Regions from separate parts of the Rattus norvegicus genome. Here all the other regions are linked to region 2. Evidence: chromatin contacts called from public Hi-C data. All regions are on one chromosome and are shown on one strand. The core of a region is the stretch at or near the end of the contact, and the rest is flanking DNA. Distances in the headings are between cores, read along the strand shown. Region 1 holds the start of LOC103691506 (claudin-4-like). Region 2 has its middle 13 kb from the start of Cldn4. Region 3 holds the start of Tmem270 (transmembrane protein 270).

Region 1 (3,920 bases), core at 10-2,509, 38 kb before region 2:
TACCAGTCACAGCTTCCAAGTGTCTGGGACAAGGACCAGTGGAACGCTCCAGCTCAGGTAAGCATCAGTTAGCAAGCAATTCTGTAGATGACATTTATTTAGAGAGGAGCCTGATGTGACGAACAGTGCATTGAATTCCCAGGGTTGTCGAGCATCCCAACCACAGCAAAGCAATCCAGAGTCCCCTCGTGGGTTGAGGTTCCTGGTCCCGCGTGATCAGTAACTGGACGGTTTCCTAGGACAACAGCTCTCTGTGACTTTCGGTGACAATTGAAAGCCTTAGGAAGGTGTCAAAATGAGTCAAAAAAAAAAAATTCCCTAGGACCACCAGCCGCCAGCCAGACTCAGTCAGTGATCCTCGCAGGACCGTCCTGAAGGGTCACAGGAAATGCTGAGGTCAATCCAAGAGCAAACAGACACCCGGAAAAATAGGTGTCAGGCTTACTGAATAGTCAGTGGTTCTCATGGCCCCTTTGACAAACTTCTATCTCCAAAAATATTTACTTTACATTACGGCTCATGAAGTTAGCAAAATTATAGCTGTGAAATAGCAAGCAGAAATAATTTTATGGTTGGGGGTCGCCACAACATGAGGAACTGCATTAGAGGGTCGCCGCATTAGGAGGGTTGAGACCACTGTTACAGACGATGCTGGAGCTGGCCGCTTGGTACCTGACTGAGTGACGGCGGTCAGTGAGGGGTGAGCAGTTGCAGGAGAGCAAGGGTCCTCCTAGAAGCAGCAATCCTGAGCTGGCCCAGCCAATGTAGAGGACAGCACCCATCTTTCCCTTCTGCACGGAGGGGATCAGCCGGCTGGAGAATCCTTGCATGATGTCGTGTGTTACCCAGGACACAGACACCGTCACTAGCAGGCCAGCCAGCAGGCACAATGCCCCTGCCCCCATCCTGATCTTGGCTTTGGTGTTCTCCTCCTCCACACACTTCAAACACTTGCTCCGGACCACGCACAGAAGCAAACCCAGTCCAGCTGTGATGATACACGTGACCATGAGGACCCGAGACTTCTGCCAAGACTCAGGACGTCCCAGCAGGGAGTCATAGGCCTTGCACTGAGTCTGGTGACCCTCTTGTGCCACACAGGACTTCCACAAGCCCTTCCAGATAGTTGACTGTCTGATGATGTCACTACCAGAAAATTCTATCACCTGCCAGTTGGGCAGAAGACAGCTCAGTATGGCTCACACCCTGCCCTTTGTGACCAGAAAGACGCCCACCGCCTGCTGCCCTAGGGAAGCCATAGCACGGTTTGTGCTGAGCAGTGGAAGTCCGTCTGAGCTGCTGCTGTCTCCAGAGACTGAAATGGACAGGGCGACAAGTTTGCCCACAGAATGTCCTTCCTGCCAGGCAGTGGATCTCGGTGACTCTGAGGCCAGCCTGGTTCCCAGTGTGAGTTTCAGGACAGCCAGGTTTTGAAAACCAAGGGGGAAAAAAAGAACTTCCTTCCTGTCAGCAGGGGGCAGGAGGGAGGCCAGAGCTTCATTTCCCTTGCTGGTCACCAGCATGCTAACCTTTCTCTGATTATCTGAGACCAAGCTAACAAAGACATTCCAAGGTGCAAGAGTCACCATCCTGTATCAAGTAACCACTCTTGGGGCTAGTGATGTGGTTCAGTGGGTAGAGTAACTCCCTAGCATGGATCTAAAGCTCTTATCTTATCCCCGGGATTGCGAAGCCAGCTGTGGTGGCCACGCCCTGTAGTGCCAGCATTCAGGAGTGAAGCCCAGGGATCAGGAGTTTAAATTCATCCTCAGATACATAGAGTAAGGCCACCCTGGGCTACATAAGACACAGTCTCAGGAGAGAGAAGACAGAGGGCGCTGAGGGGAGGGTGGCAGACAGGCTGGTAGACTTCTTTCTCACAGTGAACTCAGGAATGGATACTCAAGGCATCTCCAGACACTCACATGTGGGGTGAAGAGGTGGGGTCAGAACGTCTCAGCCAGGTTCAGGACTTAAGACAGGAGTCAGCATTCCCTCATTCCTCATCATCACAGGCTTCAGGAGGAAGAACCATGGAGCCAAGCAATGGTGGCACACGCCTTCAATCCCAGTGATCGTGAGGCAGTGGCAGGTGGATCCCTGAGTTCGAGACCAGCCTGGTCTACAGAGTTCCAGGACAGCCAGGCCTACACAGAGAAACCCTGTCTCAAAACAAGGAAGGGGGTTGGGGATTTAGCTCAGTGGTAGAGTGCTTGCCTAGGAAGCGCAAGGCCCTGGGTTCGGTCCCCAGCTCCGAAAAAAAGAACCAACCAAAAAAAAAAAAAAAAAAAAAACAAGGAAGGAAGGAAGGAAGGAAACATAGAGAGCCTTGAAGCCTTGCAGGAGACTCTGAGGACTCAGGTTTTTGTTTTGGTTTTTTTTGTTTGTTTGTTTGTTTTTGGTTTTTTTTTTTTGTTTTTTTTTTGTTTTTCTCCGGAGCTGAGGATCGAACCTAGGGCCTTGCACTTGCTAGGCAAGCGCTCTACCAAGGACTCAGGTTTTTGATCCTGAAGAAAGACTCCAATAGATGTGCTGGCAAGTAAGAGCAAGCAGGTGAAAAAGAGGGAACCCGCCTTCTTCCATTGTCCTTGTGAAGGCCTCCAGCATAAGGTGTGGCCCAGAGCAAAGGTGTGTACCACCACACCTGGACTTAAGCAATTCTTTACTAGGAACTTGCTCTATCCTAGGCTGGCCTTGAACTCAGAGCTCTGCTTGCCTCTGTCTCCTGGGACTGAAGGTGTGTTTCCCCTTGCCTGGGCCTAAGCATATGTGACCACCTCCTCTCATCAAGCTCCGGGTCAGAAGCCTCTGTCTTCCAGCCTCAGGATCTGGATCACAGGTGTGGCCTCCATTTCTGGATTGTGATTTATTCCAAATAGAGTCAGATTGACAACTGGGAATGACCCCCGCAGTGACCCCTAGGCTCAGGAAATCCTACCTCCACTTCCTTCTCTGTGGCAAGATGACAGGGCAACCACTTCCCAGTTTGAGACAGATGTAGAGAGGGGAATTTGACAATGGCCTGTGACACACACAATGAGAGACCAGGAAGAGAAGGACAGAGGAAGTCCATGGGAAAAAAAACAAAACAAAACAAAAGCCCTTTTCTGCTCTGCACCCATGCACCAGGCCATGTAAGGCTCAGAGGCTCACCCCAGCCTAGAATCCATGCTCACATCCTGCGTGCCGTGCCTTACCCTGACCCCGACAGCCTAGGAAAGGGACAGTCACAACATGCTTCCCACTGGAGCTACCTTCTGTGTGGGGTTGGGAAGGGTGTTCTTGGGGTCACGGAGGCTGTGGTGGGGTAGATGAGCTCACCAAGCCCTGCTGGTCTAGCACCGGCCTTCACTTCACGCCTTGTGAGGACATAAATCCTAAAGCCGGGTCAGCTATTATCCACTTAAAATTACTTCTCCCAGACACGGGACTTTAATTTTTTATTGTTTTTGTTTGTTTGTTTTCAGACAGAGTCTCACCATGTACTTCTGGCTGTCTTGTAATTCACTATGTAGACCAGGCTAGCCTCGAACTCACAGAGATCCACCTGCCTCTATCTCCCAAATGCTGGGATTTAAGGCATGGGCCAATATAGCCCTGCACCTGGCTGATATTTAATTATATTTTTATATTTTATTTATTCATTAATTCAGTGTGTGTGAGTGTGTGTACGTGTGTGTGTAGGTCTGTGCACACACATGTGTGCAAGTATATACAGGTATGCATAGAGCTCAGAGGCTAACATCTGTATTCTGCTCCATCACTCCCCACTTCTTTACTGAGACAGGCTCTCTTGCTGAGCCCAGAGCTCACTGATTTACAGGCTCTCTTGCTGAGCCCAGAGCTCATGGATTCCGTGAGTTCAACCAACCAGCCGGTTTCCCAATTCCCCTGTCTCTTGTTTTTTTTTTTTTTTTTTT
Region 2 (4,046 bases), core at 1,105-3,604:
ACATACATACACACACATACACATACACACATATACATACACACACGTACACATACATACACACACATAAACACGCACACACACAGATACATACACATACATACACACACATACACATACACACATATACACACACACACTCACATACATGCACATATAAACACATACACGCATATACACACATATACATACACACATGTACACATACATACACACACATACACATACATACACACACGTACACACACATAAACACACATACATACACACACATAAACACGCACACACACAGATACACATACATACACACACATACACATACACACATATACACACACATATACATACACACACGTACACATACATACACACACATACACGTACACACACACACATACATACACACACATAAACACACACACACACACACAGTCACTGTCTCCTAAGCATGGTACCAGAGGTTGACTTCTGACCTCTCTACATGTGCATTGACATACTTAGACACACATGTACACGAACACACAAAAGAAGAATAAAACCAGGGCTGGGGATGTGGCTAATGATAGAGTACTGACCTAGCATGGGACTCCCCAGCCCTCCCTTACCGGGCAGCCTGAATGGGTAGGCCACCCACCCCTAAGGTCTGAGGCCAGGTAATGACAGGCCTGGCTGCCCAGCCTGGCTAGACTAGCCAGGCAAGTGCCGAGCCCTACATGGCCTGGGGTGGAGGTGGCCGTGTTTCTAAGGAATTGAAAAAGACACTTTACTGCCTCGTGGCTGGAGTCCCAGGGCCAAGGCAGGATGGTACAGCGTGTGGAGGGAGAGAGGGGGGAGGGCTCAGAGAGGAGAAACAGGAACAGGGATGTAGTAGACTTAGTCACCCCAAAGACAGCTGTTAAATTACTTTCCCTGGAATTAGTTAATTTCCCTGGATTTCCCTCCCCATGAGGTGCTGGGGTGTGTCTCAGTGGTAGAGCACCAGCCCAGAATCCCTCCCTGAGGGTCTAGAGCACAGTTAAGCAATGGCCAAGGCCTTTGGCTCCTCCCCTGACATTACTCTGTATTTGCACAGGACCTTGGCCACTATCCCATGACCCCCATTTCTGTCACCAGTGACTATCAGCCTCACCCCTGGTCTCTAAAGGCTATATGTCTGTGCTGGCTTTGAGAGGTAGCCCTTCAGCCCCACACAGCTCCAGGACCCTCAAGCCTCTCTTATCCGATACCCTGGCTCTGTTTACCCTGCAGCCTCCCCAGGCTGAGAAACCTCAGTGTCAGCAAATTTTCCTAAGAACCTGCTGGGTATAGGCTGGGCCCTGGGCTAGTAGCCTTTCTAAAAGAGGCATTGGACTTAGCTCCCTGCTAAACTGCCAGAGCAGAATAAAAATAAAAAATAAAAATAAACAAGGCTCTGGGAGCTGATGTGACATCCCAAGCTGTAATGACCAGACCAGCATGGGAGATGCTCTTTGGTTTTCTGATTTTCGTTTGTCTCCCATATCTAAAGGCTTCTAAGAAGTTATAACCACTGAGCACATAACCAGCCCTTTCTATCTTTTTTGTTTGTTTGTTTATGTGTTGGCTTTTTGTTTGCTTGTTTTTGTTTTTGAGACAGAGTTTCTCTGTGTAACCCTGCCTGTCTTGGAACTCACTCTGTAAACCAGGCTGGTCAGACAGCTCACAGCTTCCTGTAACTTTGTGTGTGCACACACACATACACACACACACACACACACACACACACATATGTATATATATATATGTGTTCAGAATATATATATATATATTCAGAAAACAAATAAAACTCTGTCCTCTGAAAGAGCAGTACATTTTTTTAACCATCTTCTAGCCCCATTTATATTTTGAGACGGAGTTCCACTAAATTATCCTATACCCTAGGAAAGCCTTGAACTTTCGATTCTCTGCCTCAGTAGCCGGGTTAATAGGCCTCCATTACCAGGCCCAGCGTGGGTGGGTTTTGAACACCCTGACCATTTGTGGTTGGCAGGAGTAACTGGGCCAGGCATTGGGTTGATCGAAGAGCCGTGGGTAGGGCATCAAACAAAAGGAGCTAGGGAAGGAGAGAGTCTGTCCGAGGCAGGACCAGTCCTGACCTCCTGAATCAGCTCGCTAGCCCTGAGTGTGTCCAGTGGGCTGAGTAGGGGCGAGTTTGGGATCCTCCATGCCGCGTCCTCTTGGAACATGGGAGGCTATAGGATGAGCTCCCCGCACCGGTCACAAACCTGATGACGTCAGTTTGCAGAGAGAGAAGCTCGCTGTCTCTATGACACATGGAGAGGCTGAGAGAAACTAGCAGACTGACCACGAGACTCCCTGGTAGACAGCCAGTGAGTCAGCTGTGACAAGGACAAAACCCAAGGAGTCCAGGGATCAAAAGTCTAAATGACTGCAGCCCTGAGTGACTCAGAGGTTGTATTTCTCCTCCCTGTTTACAGGTGCAGAGGCCCAGCCTGCCCTCTGTCCTGCTCCGTACTTCAACTTATGACGTTGCCCCCAGCACGGAAAATACTCTCTCCTGCCACCCACGGATTCTTCCTGGGCCCTGAAAATCCAGCTTTAGCTTTGTGTTCATTTATATGGGCATATGTGTTTACACGTGTCCATGTTTGTCCATACGTGTCTGTGTGTGTGCACCAGTGTCCATATATGTGTTCGTGTGTGTGTGTGTGTGTGTGTGTGTGTGTGTGTGTGTGTGTGTGTGTGTGTGTGTGTGTGTGAGATGTCAATCTCAACTATCTTCCTCAATTGACCCCAGGAACCAAACCCAGGTCTTGAGGCTTAGGGGAAAGCCTCTTTACCTGTTAAGACCTTGCTGGCCCTTTGTTTTCATTTCACACGGGGGCTGGCTCGACCTGAGAGGTTTCCTCAGGCTTGAGAAGGAAGCCGGCTTACCTAAGGAGCCATTTTACCAGCCCACCTTGTTTGTTGAGACAGGGTCACTCCCTTTGACTTGGACTCCCTGATTGAGCTTAGAGAGCCCTGTGGATCTGTTTGTCCTACCTCCCCAGCGCAGTTATAAGCAGGAGTCGTCAAGTCCAGCATGGGTTCTGGGGATCCCAATTTGGGATTTCACATCTGTGCAGCAAATAGCTCACCCGCTGAGCCATCTCCCCAGCCTTCTCCCTTTGCCACCTGCACCTCACACTGGCCTAGGAAGCAGCTGCTCTGACTTCCTGCTGGCTCTCAGCTCCCAGGGAAGGGCACAACCCACTGCGACCTGCTGCATCCCCTGGGGACAGGAGGTGGAGCAGAGCCAAGAGCAGCCAAGCTTGTGGTTAGTTTTGAACTCTTTAATTATTCAATGTTCTTTTTATGCCAGGGCTTAACCGAGCGGGCTGGGATGTTTGAAGGCTTCCTAAAGGTTCCTCAGTTCCACCTTCCTGCCCTACCTCTCATCCTCCCCGACATTGTTCGCACACGCCCCTGCTTCTTTGCATACAAGATCCAGGGAGGTGGCCAACTGCCACAGGGCTACCTCTGCCTCTCTGGACCCCACACTACCATGTCCCACACAGCTAGGTGTATAGCACATGACCTCTGCGTTTCTCTCTGTCTGTCTTTTTCCCTCCTTCCCTTCTTGTCTGCCTGCTTTCCTTTATGTAGTGCCCTGACCCAGGGCTTTCTACTACTGGCAAGCACTCTACCACTACGCCACTCCCTCAGCCCCTCATTGGGGGATTCTAGGCAGGGGCTCTACCACTGAGCCACGCCCCCAGCCTCTCACTGGGGGATTCTAGGCAGGTACTCTACCACTGAGCCACACCCCCAGCCCCTCACTGGGGGATTCTAGGCAGGGGCTCTACCACTGAGCCACGCCCCCAGCCCTTCACTGGGGGATTCTAGGCAGGTGTTCTACCGCTGAGCCACGCCCCCAGCCCTTCACTGGGGGATTCTAGGCAGGTGCTCTACCACTGAGCCATGCTCCCAACTCCTTTTTGCTGAGTTTTTTTTTTTTTTCTTGTTACTGGAGTCTTTGGCTTTTTGTTATTGTTAAGACAGGGTCTCACTGTATAGCTCTGACTGAC
Region 3 (3,806 bases), core at 65-2,564, 55 kb before region 2:
CATACCTATACCCACAGACTAAGACACTGGAAAGACAGGAGAGAAAGAAAAGGAGGAAGCAGGGGAGGGAGAAGGGGAAGGGAAAGAAAGAAAAGGTGAAAGTAGGCCAATGAGATGGCTCAGCAGCTAAAGGCGCTTGCTGCCAAGCCTGACAACCTGAGTTCAATCCCCCCAGGACCCACACGGTGGAAGGGGAGAACTGACTTTCAACACACACACACACACACACACACACACACACACACAATACATATATATATATATATAATATATATATACACACACATATATATGGGAAAGAAAGAGCCAGGTGTAATGATGAGTATATCTTTAGTCTCAGCACAGGGGAGGCAGAGACAGGCAGATCTCTATGAGTTCAAGGCCACCCTGGTCTACATAGCAAGTACGGGGACACCAGGGCTACATAATAAGACCTTGTCTCAAATACACACACACACACACACACACACACACACACACACACACACACACAGGTATATGGGGAAGAGGGAAGAGAAGAGGGGTAGGGGAGGGGAAAGAGGTGAGATTGTGGGTAGACAGCCATGCCACAATACTCTGGAGTTAGCCCTTTACCCCTTGGGGGCTGGAAATGGCTGGCTCTCTACAGGTCCCCTATTCGCACCATGCTTACCAGCGCAGAGAGCTTCCCAACCTGCAGGAGAATTCTAGGAAGGCCAAATCTGACCCGGGGAGCGGCCTCCATGTCTGGCCTCCGTCCATTCCTCCAGCCAGGAGAGGCAGGGTGACCTCACAGATGCCACAGGGTGGGGGTCCAGTTGCCATGGGGACCCAGTTGCCACATGACACACTACCCTTTTCCACTGATCCCCTTACCTGCTCCTCTGAGCTCAAGTCTGGCTACAAGGTCATCACAGACCGGATAACTGATCCCTAGGATCAATTCTCTATCTACTCAGTTTATCTGCCAGACATGGGTGGTGGAGAGGTAGGGAGACGGGGATGTGGAGAAAGAAGGACAAAATGAAGGAGGGATGAGGAGAACAAATCTGTATGGACTTACCTTCCAGATCGGACCCTGAGGGTAGCAGATTTGCCATAGGAGAAGCCCCAGCTTAGCTTCCTCAACTGACACCCCATTATCCTCACCACCAGGCCTCTCTCCCTGTCCCTTCCCTGTCCCTTCCCTGTCCCCATCAGTTTCAGGCTGGAGAATGAGTGTGCAGTCTTGGAGTTTCTCCATTCAGAGAACCAGGAAGGACCAGCTGAGAGCACAAAGGAATCGGTGTATGCTCCCCTGCACCGCGCCAGGGGGCGCCATTCCGCTTCTCTCTCTGGAGAAGTATGATCTCATCCCCAGAGCAAGACCTAAAAGAGCTCCGAGCGGGTGCAGTACCGGGATGTGGTCGCGCGGGGGCAGAAGACACCGCAGGGGGGAGCAGGGCCCTTGGAAGGCACGTGAATGTTTCTCATTTTGCAAGGCTGATTTCCTGGTAGCAACCTCCTTGAGGCACCTGAGAGATCCTTGTGGATTTCCTGTCAATGCCTGGGTTACAAGAAGGAAACCAACCCGAGATAATGAGATGCAGAGTCTTCCCCTTATTTAGCTCTCTCATTATTTGTGCAGAACTGGGGATTGAGGCCAGGACTCTGCAAGCCACGCACCCTGCCAGGCCTCCATTTCTCTAGGTATCTGAGGCTAACTTCTGAGTCTTCTGCCCCACATGCTATTTCAAGTCTTTTAACGTGATTGTTTTTTAATTTATGCAACTTGAAAAGAGCCATTTTCAGCGAGATAAAAATAAAAGTTCCCATATGAATGTGCGTGGTGTCATATCGATGATTTTTGTAAACTCCAGAAAATAATGAAAGAACGAATTCGAAATAAAATAATGGAGCCAGGCACGGTGGCACATGCCTTTAATACCAACAGTTGTGAGGCAAGAGGCAAAGGGGACCTCTGGGTTTAAGACCAGCTTGGTCTACGTTGTGAGTTCCAGGACAGCCAAGGTACGCAGAGAGACCCTGTCTTGAAATAACGAGAGGGGAGGAGAGACAGAGACAGAGACAGAGATCCTGTCTCAAAAAGAAAGAGAGGAAAGAAGGAATCAAATACCAGGTCAGGAGGTAAAGCACTTGCTGTCAGGACTATTGACTTGCATTTGAACCCAGACTGGAGACACACATGGTTTAAGGAGAGAAGCAACTGCTGAAATTTGGAGGTGGTGAATAAAGTATATGGCTAGCATGTGCAAGAGACTGAGTTTCACTCCAATATGGAGAAAGAAAGAAAGAAAGAAAGAAAGAAAGAAAGAAAGAAAGAAAGAAAGAAAGAAAGAAAGAAAGAAGGGAGGGAGGGAGGGAAGGAGGGAGGGGGAGGGAGGGAGGGAGGAAAGGGTGGGGGAGAGGGAAGGAGGGAGAGATATCAGAGGTCAAGGTTAAAGTACTTAATACCAACCACTTTAGCTCCATCCGCAGAACCCACATGTTGGAAAAATAAAAACTACTGCCCCAAGATGCCCTCTCATCTCCACAGGCAAGACCACAGCAAGAAAGAAGAAAAATGAAAAGAAAAGAAGGAGGGAGGGAGGGAGGGAGGAAAGCTTAAAATCTTTTTTTAAGGCAAAGGGCCTGATGGAGCGTGGGCAAAGATAGTTAACAACAAAAGGAACGGAAAGAACCACCCATGAGGTTTGTGCAAAGATGGTCAAATCTCAAATCGTGTTAGCAATCGGGGGTGGGGGTGGGGGTGGGGATGTGAATCAAAGGCACCCTGAGATGCTATCTCCCCTTCCTTAGCAAAAACAAAAGAGTCAGGAGCACATCATGCACCAGTGACTTTAGGGGGCAAATATAAATTCATGCAGAGCCCAGAGCCTGATGCAGGATCTCCAAGATTCATACAGGATATGACCATACAAAGCTGCCCATAAAACACATGGGCAGCTAAAACTAGAAATAGACAAATAGCTGAATGGTTGGTTCAGCGGTAGAGCCCCTGCCTAGAATCCCCCAGTGAGGGGCTGGGGGCGTGGCTCAGCGGTAGAGCCCCTGCCTAGAATCCCCCAGTGAGGGGCTGGGGGCGTGGCTCAGTGGTAGAGCCCCTGCCTAGATTACCATTTATGTGCTCTCATTTCAACGATCCTACTTCACAAAGGCAAAAGGGCTCCTTTCAGAAACAAAGATAAGTGCAAAACTGCAGACAGGTCTTCCCATCAGTAAAGAGAGGGATAAATAAAATTGGAAACTCCTCTGAGGGGTGACTCAAGGTTGGCCGGAATAAATGAAATCTGTATGGGTTGGCGTGGAGAGGTCTGGAAAAGAAGGTTAAGTGCAAAGAGAAAGCTCCCCAGAGCTGTGTGTAGCGTGACAGCATTCATGTATGTTCCCCAAATCTCTATGAAATACTACGTATATCGTTCTGGACATGCAGGTAAATATATCAAAGACTCAGCTGAATGTGATGGCACCTACCTGTGTTACCAGCCCCCGAGAGACTGAGGCAAGGGGATTGGTGAGTTCCCAGCCAGACTGGGATACCCTGGTGACCCTGTCAAAGTCTTTATTTTTAATTATTAATATTATGATGTCTTAGTTACTGTTCTATTGCTGTGATAAGATGCCATGACCAAGGCAGCTTATCCCAGAAAGCTTTGAATTGGAGGCTTGCTAATAGTTTCTAAGGATTAATGTATAACCATCATAGCAGGGAGCATGGTGGGTAGTAGGCAGGCATGGTGCTAGAGCTCTACCTGAGAGCTTGCATGTGATCTGCAAGCATCAGGCAGAGAGCCAGACTGGGCCTGGCATAAGCTTTTGAAACTTCA

Evidence for each region. Hi-C and Micro-C count contacts between places; a contact is called where the count stands out from the background.
Region 1: a Hi-C map of the A7r5 cell line shows a contact between it and region 2, with 1.8 times the contacts expected there. The contact joins the promoter of LOC103691506 here to the enhancer-like site in region 2. A contact is called at or near these places in 8 of 12 Hi-C or Micro-C datasets (the A7r5 cell line, the Rat2 cell line, frontal cortex and 4 more).
Region 3: a contact with region 2 is called in a Hi-C map of kidney, with 2.5 times the contacts expected there. The contact joins the promoter of Tmem270 here to the enhancer-like site in region 2. A contact is called at or near these places in 11 of 12 Hi-C or Micro-C datasets (the A7r5 cell line, the Rat2 cell line, Schwann cells and 7 more).

What each region holds. Positions count from the first base shown.
Region 1 is chr12:27,409,925-27,413,844 of GRCr8, reverse strand. It overlaps LOC103691506 (claudin-4-like), which reads right to left and starts at 1,259. Exons shown (of 2, transcript XM_008769186.1): 1 at 1,236-1,259; 2 at 603-1,166. The coding sequence starts at 1,259. The coding sequence ends at 603.
Region 2 is chr12:27,373,014-27,377,059 of GRCr8, reverse strand. No RefSeq gene overlaps it. Among named protein-coding and RNA genes, the nearest start is that of Cldn4, 13 kb to the left of the region's middle. Within about 2 kb of position 2,354, at least 9 of the 93 cell types and tissues checked have an H3K27ac peak or open chromatin away from gene starts, as enhancers often do. A contact at or near this core is called in the A7r5 cell line and kidney, where this site is marked.
Region 3 is chr12:27,427,600-27,431,405 of GRCr8, reverse strand. It overlaps Tmem270 (transmembrane protein 270), which reads right to left and starts at 1,314. Exons shown (of 3, transcript XM_006249213.5): 1 at 1,043-1,314. The coding sequence starts at 1,222. LOC120095920 (a long non-coding RNA gene) reads left to right here. Exons shown (of 4, transcript XR_010056500.1): 3 at 1-967; 4 at 1,180-1,802.